Linked DNA regions of Mus musculus: regions 2 and 3 are each linked to region 1. The links are chromatin contacts, called in public HiChIP or PLAC-seq maps. All regions are on one chromosome and are shown on one strand. Each heading gives the region's core, a stretch centred on a gene start, on an enhancer-like site or on the middle of the called end of the contact. The rest is flanking DNA. Distances are from core to core; before and after follow the strand shown. Region 1 overlaps Gm40554 (a long non-coding RNA gene). Region 2 overlaps Foxn3 (forkhead box N3). Region 3 overlaps Ptpn21 (protein tyrosine phosphatase, non-receptor type 21).

The links. HiChIP or PLAC-seq counts read pairs in DNA pulled down with a chosen protein or histone mark.
Region 2: a contact with region 1 is called in a FOXA1 HiChIP or PLAC-seq map of pancreatic cancer cells. The contact joins two enhancer-like sites. A contact is called at or near these places in 13 of 115 datasets of contacts at active chromatin or transcription factors (bone marrow-derived macrophages, cardiomyocytes, craniofacial prominence and 10 more).
Region 3: an HNF4G HiChIP or PLAC-seq map of pancreatic cancer cells shows a contact between it and region 1. The contact joins two enhancer-like sites.

Annotation. Positions count from the first base shown.
Region 1 is chr12:99,062,367-99,065,858 of GRCm38.p6, reverse strand. All of the region lies in intron 2 of Gm40554 (a long non-coding RNA gene), which reads right to left. Among named protein-coding and RNA genes, the nearest start is that of Gm40554, 40 kb to the right of the region's middle. Within about 2 kb of position 1,873, at least 29 of the 459 cell types and tissues checked have an H3K27ac peak or open chromatin away from gene starts, as enhancers often do. A contact at or near this core is called in pancreatic cancer cells, where this site is marked.
Region 2 is chr12:99,405,098-99,408,589 of GRCm38.p6, reverse strand. The region is part of intron 1 of Foxn3 (forkhead box N3); the gene reads left to right. Among named protein-coding and RNA genes, the nearest start is that of Gm51999, 15 kb to the right of the region's middle. Within about 2 kb of position 1,674, at least 152 of the 459 cell types and tissues checked have an H3K27ac peak or open chromatin away from gene starts, as enhancers often do. A contact at or near this core is called in pancreatic cancer cells, where this site is marked.
Region 3 is chr12:98,723,825-98,727,316 of GRCm38.p6, reverse strand. All of the region lies in intron 2 of Ptpn21 (protein tyrosine phosphatase, non-receptor type 21), which reads left to right. Among named protein-coding and RNA genes, the nearest start is that of Ptpn21, 12 kb to the left of the region's middle. Within about 2 kb of position 1,631, at least 34 of the 459 cell types and tissues checked have an H3K27ac peak or open chromatin away from gene starts, as enhancers often do. A contact at or near this core is called in pancreatic cancer cells, where this site is marked.

The DNA of each region.
Region 1 (3,492 bases), core at 624-3,123:
TGTACAATTCCCCCCACTCGATACATATGGATTTCATGGTTCTGATGAATCCGCAGTTGTGCATTTATGAGCTGATAAGAGTTAATGACACCTTTTCATTTCCTCTCCACCACTCTGACGAGCACCCTGTAGCCATTCTACCACCCCTAGCTTTCTCTCTTTCCTTCCCCACATAGTCTCCAGACGTTAGCAGCCTGCCTCTTACACTGTAGGTTTGCCACTTAGGACGTTACAATAGAAGTGATATCAAATAAAATGTGGTCCATTGTGACTGGCTTCTTTCACAGCACGCTCTCACCAAATTTCATGCTGGCTATAGGGCGCACCCATAAGTTCTTCATCTCGTTATTGTTTTTAGATCAATACTCTACTGCACAGATATGTCTCACTGGTTTACCCACTTTTTAGTTGATGGGCTATTACAAACAACACAGCAGCGGGCACCTGAAACAAGTTTGAAGTGAACACATGCTTTTATTTTTCTTGGGAGTCGGATTTCTGACTCATGTGACAACTGGACACCTGCCCTTTTGATGAGCTGTCGGACTTTTCTGAAGTAGCTGTGCCATCTGATGTCACCACCACCCCGCCCCCAGCAGTACCAGAGGACTTTCCATTTTGCTGCGTCCTTACCCTGTGTATTGTTAGTAATCCTTTGTATGGCAATGGATGTGGAATTGCACCTCCTCTACCTGTTGACAAATGATACTGAGCCTCTCTCATCGTTGGCCACTTATCTTTCATCCTTGTGGAAGCATCCATCTGGATCCTTGGCCAAGTGTTCAAACTGGGTCATTCATCTTTTTAAGACGGAGTTGTGAGAGTCCTTTCTGTATCCCGTATACAAAGTCCTTTACTGGATATGTGATTTGTAAATATTTTCTTTCATTTTGTGTGTTACCTTTTCATTCCACTGGTCCTGTCCTTGAATGCTTATTTGATGTCCACCAATGACAAATGTCTGCCTTTTGCCTTTATTGCCTGTGCATTTAGTGTCATATCCAATAAATCACCACTGAAGAGTTACATTCACTTAAATGAGCTATAAATCATTTAAATGACTTTCCAAAGCCTAGATTCTGTCCCAGGTCTTAAGGGCCTTGACCCTATCTATGTTCCTTATTTTCATGTTTATCCCTTTAACAACTCTTCCTCTATTTAAGGTGTCCTAGGCCTGTCTCAACTCTTCAGAACAAAAGGGGACAACTGAGACATCCTTCATCTTTGTGCTCAGGATGCTATTACCATGCCAACAGCACTGGAGCTTCTGTGCACACCCTAAGGACACATGGAACTGAATGACTGGGGAGCCGCTGTCTCAGAAGCGTCCCCTTGTAGGTCCACCACATACATCACCGTATTAAGATATCCAAGGAGGGAGCTTGCAATAAAGAAGCCACTTTGACTCTGTTTAGTGGTTGAGTCAGGTACATGTTTCAGCGGGCCTTCCATTCTCAGCATTAACATGCCCAGGAATGTATCATTAGTTTAGGTTTCCTATATCCCTTTCAACTTTCTCCAGTAGCGATACCTTCCTTATACTTTGCATGGTCCCTGACTTTCCACTCACTTTCCAATAATAAAGTATGACAGTGCCAGTGGGCTTCATAGTAACTACAGAGGAGAGTTAAGTTGGTTGACAAATGGAGGCGCAGGTAAAGAAAGAGAGGGGCACACGGCGGATGAAACTGGTCTGTGACATGTGCCCGGATGGCGCTATCTTACTGCTGACTCACTTCCAGATGTGTCCCGGGAATGCTTGTCTTATTGCTGACTCACTTCCAGATGTGTCCCAGGAATGCTTGTCTTACTGCTGACTCACTTCCCGGAGACCCTGATCAACCTCTCTGCAGGAACCTGATGAGTAACGCATAGCTCAGACAGTGCCTGGGAAAGCAAGTGCCTTTCTTCCTCAGGATGAAGATGGCAGTTGGGTACTGTCAAGTCCAAGTTGGAGAAAATGCCCCTTCCTTCCTGACTCTGTGCTGGGACCTGGGAACATGGATGCTCTGACACGCCACCCACAAGCAGCCAGTGTTCATTTGGGAAATAGACAAAAATGCTCTGTCATTATATTTTCTCCAAGGAGGGCCTCAGTTAATATGTAGACGTTTGTTTCCAAGTGCGCTCCTCCGCCTCCCTCTCTTCCCTCCCTCCCCCCTTCTCTGTGTGTGCATGCTAGAGTCTGATGATATTATAGGGAGGAAGAACCTTACTGTGTGGATCTAATTAAAACAAAAATACCACTTCTTTTTTTTTTATTTTGAAAGCATTTGGCTGATGTTAATGAACCATCTGGGGCTGATTTGATGGTTACTCCAGGGGCTTTGGCAAATAAAAGGGGGTGGGAGATTCCAAATTGGGTATCTTTCAAGCCTGATAGTTGGACTTTAGTTAGAACAAAGTCAGTGGAAAGCAACTCAAACTGGCTTAACGTGAAAAGCCTGCAATTACTCTGCTCCAGCTTGGGGTTCTGAACCATATTCGGGCAGGGAGCCTGGAGCCAGGCACCGGTCATGCCCAGCTTGGCTCTGTCTGTTCCTGTTGAGGGGCAGCATCCTTAGGTGGACAATGCTTGCTCTGGACCTCTCTTTTAGTTGGCTGGGGCTTTGTCAAATATGCTTCAGGAAGTCGCAGGCGGAGACTGTTAGGTAAGTCACGGGATCTTTCTGTGTGATTGGTCTAGACCCCTCCGGTTCCTTTTCTAGTGAAGCCACATCTAGTAAATTAGAATGTTAGCTGTTAGGGAGATGTGGTCACAGAAAGTGCTTGGCCACTCTTAAGTGATGGCCAGTAACAAAAGCATGAAGCAGCCCTGAGAACCCCGTCCTGTTTGGTGCTTTATATAATGCTTTCATAGGATTGTAACTCATGAATTGAAAGATGCCCAAAATAAAGAATTCACAAAGTCAATGAATTTTAACCAGCTACCTTTTCACTCACTACCCACACCAAGAGAAAGACACACACAGAGAGAGAGAAAGAGAGAGAGAGAGAGAGATCCCTCTCTGACTTACATCCTTTCAAAGTTCTCCACAAGTTCCGAGTTTATCGGAGGAAGCATCTGTATTAATGGACCAACAGATTGGAAAAGGTACAGAGAGAGGCTTCTCTGTAATGGGTCTGTTTGTTTGTTTGTTTTAAGTGCCAAGAGTAAAATTTGTTTCTAAACTGGTTTCAAATCCATGCGTATTTTCGAGGCACTGACTAGAAGAGGGACATAGAGAAAAGGCAGAAGCTAGAGTCTGTTCTATCCTTGCTTGGAAGTCTGATCTTGATAAGCAAAGAATGTAATTAAAATGGATTACAGACTATTAAACACACACAAGAACAAAATGATTGCAGTGTGTGCATGCCAGTAATTAAAGCTTTAGAGGAGGAAAAAGTCACCATCACTTAAAATGATTATCTGTCAAGGTTAGTAACAAATATTGACATGCAAGCTTTCCCCCCCTCCCTGTTCTTGCTTCTTAGAGGCAGGCACTCAGCAAT
Region 2 (3,492 bases), core at 425-2,924, 340 kb before region 1:
CACGCTGCCAGGAGGGACGGAAAGCAGTGTTTTGTCCACACCCTTCCGCATAGAACTGTGGAGCACCTGATCCTACAGCAGGACTGTTCCAGAGTTTTATATTTATTTGCTTGATCTGGATGTTTGCATTGTGATGTTAGATTTTTCAAAACCTTACACCGTGGGCCAACAAGACGGCTCATCTGCCCTAAAGATGCTTGCTCCCGGTTGCTGCGAGCTGAGTTTGGTTCCCGGGGCCCATGTGGTGGAAGAAGAGAAACAACCGACGTGTGCACGCTGTCCTCTCACCTCCACCGTGTCCTCATCCACAGCCACACGCAGACGCCTGAATTGATAAATGTCATGAGACAAAACCACTTATCTATGAGAATGCAAAATGTTAAAGCAACAGAAATCATAGTTTAGTGCACACGTGGGGACAAAGCTTCTGGCCAGTTTCAGTACGAATTTATAAGTGTTCCGCAAGCTGAGCAGGTCGGTGCACGCATTCAGTCCCAATGCTGGAGAAGCAGAGGCAGCTGGAGCTCTGTGAGTTTCAAGGCCAGCCTGGTCTACGTAGTGAGACATAGTGATATCCCACCTCAAAAAAACCTAAACTAAAGTAAAACAACAACAACAACAAAACTTTTCCAAGAAGTAAAATTGACCAAAAACAAAAGAAGAGAAATCCAAAAGCAACTTCCAGGACTCTGGTGGAGAGGCCTTTAAGTTTGTTTGATCTGGAGATGTGAATGTGACTGAAAGCCTGAGGGACACAGGAAAGCCCCCAGAGGGCTGTGGGTAGGACGCAGTGACCTTTGCTATCAATATTGCAGGACTCCCCCATTCTACATTTTTTTTTTAAATGTATTTTTTCTACACTAAAAAAATATGTTTTGTGTCTTAGGCAACAGAAGCGGTGGACAAAGCTTTCATTTAGATCATGCAAGAAACTGAAAATGTGGAAGATTTTCCTTAGAAGAGGGGGTATGGGGGGGGGCAGAGTAAAGTGGAGTCTCCCGACTGCTGCTTCATCCCAGCCATCCCTGCAGTGAGCCCCAGCATCCCTGCAGCGAGCCAGCACTCTGCAGTGTCTAACTTTCCACTTTCACTTTTGATTAGTTAGGGCCCCCATCTGCTGTTATTTGGATATGAGTCTTTTCTGTGACTTATTTTCCAAGGATCCGAAGCAGTTTAAAAATACATAATGTTCAGCGATCTAACCATGTTGTAATGTTAAGTACTTGTTTGGGGACTTAAAACTAAATCCGTCAAACAGATTTGAAACCTTTACAGTGTCTTAAAAAATGATAGCCGGTGAGCAAAAAAGAAAGAGGGGACCACGTAAGCTGTGATCGCCACGCTTTTAGCAGCCACACTAGCAGCAAGCAGTTCGGTTTGCAAAAACAGAAGAGTGACAATTCTTTATTTAATGTTAAACAGGAAACTGAAAGCAATCTGCAGCACCAGGGTGCGTTTTCAAGGAACCTGCTATTTATCAGTGCTGGAAAAAGCCGGCAGACATTTCTTCTATTTGCTTAAGATGATAATGTCTTCGTGAAAATCTTAACCCAAACGTGACCGCCAGAAACAGGGTCTGTTGTATCCGCTGGTTTTGAGGCAACCGGTTCCCCCCAGAACCAAAGGAAATGTAGAAGCAAATTGCAGAGCTCTCAGAGAGTTGGAGAGTTGGGCAGGCACTCATGTTTTGCCCGTGTGTGGGGCTGTCACTTAGCCAGCATGTGTGGGTATGAATATTCTTTCTGAAGACCTGGGCTTCATTTTTAAGGTCAGCCTTCAATTTCGAGAGAATATAATTTGCTGTTATTTTTAGGGCTTTCATGATTGCTCGTAATAACTAATGAAAAAAAAAACAGCAGAGAAATAAATGTGTAACAGCTGTGTCTGCTTAACTTGATTAAAGGCAGTTAAAAAAAAAAGTAAACAGAAGACTAATGTGACAATAGGCAACGGGGACAAGTATCTCTGTCATTGTGAGAAGTCTTACAGACATAACTTGCCTCGAGTCGGAAGGCCGGCCGGGTCTGTGTTTAAAGTTTACTTTACTGTTTGTCTAGTGTGGGATCAGTGTTGGAGTGAATAATTTATAGCCAGCATGAATGAGCTCATTAGTCACCTTTTCAGACTTTAAATGAGTTTTGTGGTTGTCATTACTCGGGCCTTCTGTTCAGCCGCCGAGCAAAATGACAGCTTGGCAGTTGGCTGCCTTGTTGTGGGGGCCGCCTGTTCCCCTTCAGGTCTGTGCTGGCTTTTGTGTTTCATTGAGACCTTGCTTTTCTTGCCCTGTGGCTGGGCCAGGAACACTCACTTTTCAGTCTTATATACTTGAAGGCTCAAAGAGACATTTTGGAGGAAGTTTAAAACAAAACAAAACAAAACAAACGTTTTGGTGGTATCTGCCAGTGAAATGGATGGGCGCTTGCTCTCCCTCTCCCTCTCCCTCTCCCTCTCCCTCTCCCTCTCCCTCTCCCTCTCCCTCTCCCTCTCCCTCTCCCTCTCCCTCTCCCTCTCCCTCTCCCTCTCCCTCTCCCTCTCCCTCTCCCTCTCCCTCTCCCTCTCCCTCTCCTTCTCTCTCTCTCTCTCTCTCTCTCTCTCTCTCTCTCTCTCTCTGTGTGTGTGTGTGTGTGTAGGCCAGAAGTCAACATCAGGTGATGGCCACTGAAACGCTGTGCTCATCAGAGAGAATAGCAAAGGCGCCCACGAATGCCTGTCTACTCAGGGTTTCTACTGCTGCAGTAAAACATCATGGCCCAAAAACAAGTTGGGAAGGACAGGGTTTATATGGCTTACACTTCCAGTTCACAATCTATCATTGGAAGAAGTCAGGGCAGGAACTCGAGCAGGGCTGGAACCTGGAGGCAGGAGCTGATGCAGAGGCCATGGAGGAGGGCTGCTCTCTGGCTTGCTTCCCCTGGCTTGCTCAGTCCACCTTTCATAGAATCTAGGACCACCAGCCCAGGAATGGCACCACCCACAATGGGCTGGGCCTCCCCCATTAGTCACTAATTGGTAAAATGACTTGCAGGTGGCGGATCATATGGAGGCATTTTCTCAATTGAGGATACTTCCTCTCTGTTAACTTTAGCTTGTGTCAAATTGGCACACAAACGTAGCTAATACAACACCTGAAGAGGGAGGGTCGACCTGACTGCATGTCTTGGTAGAATTGGGAGATAGGAGGATGGAGAGATGGATATAGTAGACTATACTGTTTGCAAATGAAGTGATTGAAATTTCTGAGGCCACTGTGCCACAAATTATCCATGTCTGTCAAAGCAATTGCAGTCTATTTGACATTTGGTATCTGGTTTATTTATTTACTTTAAAGATTAATATATTTAATGTATATGTATGGGATTATTTCGTTTGTGGACTTTTTGGTTTATGGTTTTTTTTCTGAGATAAGGCCTCAGTTTCTTGATCTCTCTCTGTCCTGGAATTATCTCTGTAGACCAGGCCGACCTCAAACTCACAGAGATCCGCCTGCCTCTG
Region 3 (3,492 bases), core at 382-2,881, 340 kb after region 1:
GAATTTCGTGTGCCTTTCTCTTTTCCTGCCAGCTTTCATTTGGACTCTAAAAATAACCAAAACATGATAAAGAAAAAGTATTTCACATACAAATGCTTTGGGCTGAGTAGTCACAGACTGAATTCAGGTACACCTTTGTGTAATAGAGAAGATTGAGATATATATAAAAAGAGGACAAGTATTTTGCTGACCTTCTGGAAGGTCCCCTGAGCTGTGGGACCTTCTGTCATTTTAGACTTTCCTCTTCATCTGAGGAGTTTTCCAAACTCCAAGGGTCAAAGGGCTTTTATATTTCTTTTAGTTTCAATAATATTTAAATTACATTTTGATTTAGTGTGTATGGATGTGAGTGTGCATGTGTGGAAGTTGGGGGGACAATTCCCTCCACTACTTGGATTCTGGGGATCAAGTTAAGACCATCAGAATTGGTGGGCAAACTTTACAAGCTACTTTGCCAGCCCATTCTGTCACTTTTCTCATGGTCTTGATAACGAAGAACTAGGCAAGTAAATAAGAGAGTCATATGTATCAGCATGGGTATGTGTATGCATTCTGAAATACATAATACAGACTCATACAAGTTATTATCAGATTAGGAAACTTATTTACTTAAATGATAAGAGTGTTATGCAACTTTAGTTTAATGTTTAATAAATGTAAAGGCTATTATGTATACCTGAACTGAAAGAGTGTTCGTCTGACATACACAAGACCCCCAGGGTCAGTCCCTAGCAAGGTATAAAACTGACCATGGTGGCTCACACCTGTAAGCCCAGGCCTCTAGAGGTGGAGGCAAGATCAGAAGTTCAAGTGCATCTTGGACTACCTAGTGGCCTAGGTCCTTGAGACACTGTCTGGAAGATCTAAAAGCAAAGGGCTAACGATATAAAGATATAAAGTGTGTGTGCTTCAGTGCTGGGATTTCAAATAACAGACGTGACTGTCTCCGGCCAGCAGCATGCCCCGGAGGAAGTCTCTGCACTCTGTGGCATTGAGCATGTGCTTGCACACCAGGGAGGTGTGAGCTGAGTTCCCAAGGTTTGGGGTGTGTGAGTGGGGGCGGGGTGCTCACTCGGCTCTGTCCTTGGCCCTGCAGTGTATCTCACTGTGTATCCCAGGTTAGCCCTTGCTCCTCAAGCCTTTTGCCCGAGCTTCCTGACCTTTGTCTTTAAAATTGATCCACATTTGTGGAGTAGAATACAGTATTTCCACATCTGTACAAACTGTGGAAAGATCAAGTCAAGACACTTAGCATTTCCATTGCCTCAAACATTTGGCATTTCTGTGTGCTGTGAACCTTCAGATTCTCATGTGGTCATTTTGAGACAGGTTGGAGATGTTGGAGACTGTACCTACTATGATAGTCTATAGACCAGAGGAATACATTTCTCCTACCTAGGTTTCCATAGTCATAGTCTCTTTCCATCTGGCCCACTATACTGTTCAGACACAAACTGCCTCCCAGTATAGTGTCCTTTCCCCTACAAATGCTCTTTCTTCTGTGGCTTTCCTCCATAGGGTTCAGGAAGGTCACTGACCGTCATCATCACCATCACCATCAGCCACCGCCTATTTACTTATCGTTTATTTGTTTTAAAGATTTGTTTATTTCGATTGTTTCATTCATGTCTGTGTGCCACTTGTGCGCAGAGCCGGGAGCCAGAGAGGGCACTGGATCCTTTGGGACAGGAGTTACACACAGTTGTGAGCCACCATGTGGGTTCTGGGACTGGAACCCAGGTCTTCTGGAAGAGTAGCTAGTACTCTTAACCACTGAGCTATCTCTCCAGAGCCCTGTTTATTAGAGTTGTGAGACAGGATCTCATTCTGTAGCCAGGTTTAGGTTTGCCTGGAGTGAATTCAGGCTAGCCTTCAACTCGGGGTACTTTGTCAGCTTCAGTTCCTTGATAGGGCAACTTGCTGCTAAGGTAAACTTGCTCCTGGATGATGGAGGGAGGGAGAGAGGGAGGGAGGGAGAGGCAGGGTGGTGGGAGGAGAAAGAGAGAGACAGGGAGGGGGAGGAGGGGGAGGTTGTGAGCGAGAGTTCCTCACTTAAGGATTGTAGATCACCTTCCCTCCCAGGCATCACCTGTGCGTCTGTCCGTCCATCTGGACAATGAGTGACAGGTCTTCAGTGTCTGAACTGGTGACTCACAGGTCGTTTACACATTAATTGAATTCCTGGGCTGTTGACTGAGTGAGTCTATTACTCCATCCTTGTCAGATGTGCACCCAACGTCTGAGTGCTATTTTCTCTTCTAATGACAAGGACTCATTGTTTTCTTACAGTGTGATGGGTTAGCAGATACTTTCTTCCTGTGTCCTCAGAACTGTTGATGAGATTGCCTTTGTGTAACTTTTCTCTCCTGTCGCCTTGGTGTTGTGGGTTAGACACATGCCTTTGACCATACTAGTCCATGCAGTCCAGTACTGTAGCTCTGAGCTGCTTCCTGCATTTGTTATTGAATTTTTGGAGTTTTCAGATAGGATCTTATTCTGTAGCCCAGGCTGGCCTAGAACTCACCAAGGCTAGCCTCCAATTCTGGGCACTTCGCCTACTAAAGGCTAAAATTACCAACCCTCAGCCCTTTTGCTTGTTTAAACCTTTTTTTTTGGGGGGGGGAGGGTTTCGAGACAGGGTTTCTCTATATAGTCCTGGCTGCACTACTCACTTTGTAGACCAGGCTGGCCTCGAACTCAGAAATCTGCCTGCCTCTGCCTCCCAAATGCTGGGATTAAAGGCGTGTGCCACCACGCCCGGCTTAAACATCTTTTTTAAACGTCCGTTTCTGTGCGAGTGTGCATGCATGTTAATTCTCTTCTTCTACCATTTGGTTCCTGGGCATTGAACCTGGAAGGTTATCAGACTTGGCAACTCTTTATCTGTTGAGCCATCTCCAAGGCCCAGTGTTTGTTTTGAGATAGAAGTTAACTGTGTAGGGCCAGGCTAGCCTAGAACTCCAGATCCTTCTGCCTCAGGCTTGGGAATGCTGGGATTTTGTGCCATACGTAATCTTCACTTATCTTTTAATGATCAAGTAAAATATCCAGAGGCTATTGATGTTTATGCTGGCAATGCTAATTTCAACAGCAGAAATGGTGTCCGATGTCCTAAAGAACAATTAGTATGTAAATTATAAATGATCAAGGACTTGCTTGGGTTTCTCTTTATTACCAAGTAAGATTCCCTAGAAGGTGTTTATTATAGTGTTTATTATAGTATAATTTAGGTGGTCAGAGTAGTTATTTTGAATAATGAACAGGCTAAGAAAATATTCAAGTAATATACTGGGTGGCAGAGGCTCTCTTCATTTTCTTTTCTTTTTGTCTTTGCTCTCTTGTCTGTTTCTCCCTCCTTTCTGAGCAGGGTCTTTCTTTGCAGGACAGGTTGTCCTTGAACTTGTCACCTCCTGCCTTAACCTTCTAGGTGCTAACACAAGTCAAAATGTTCGACCTCATTTACATGCTATTTAGATTGATCAGGCTCCTACT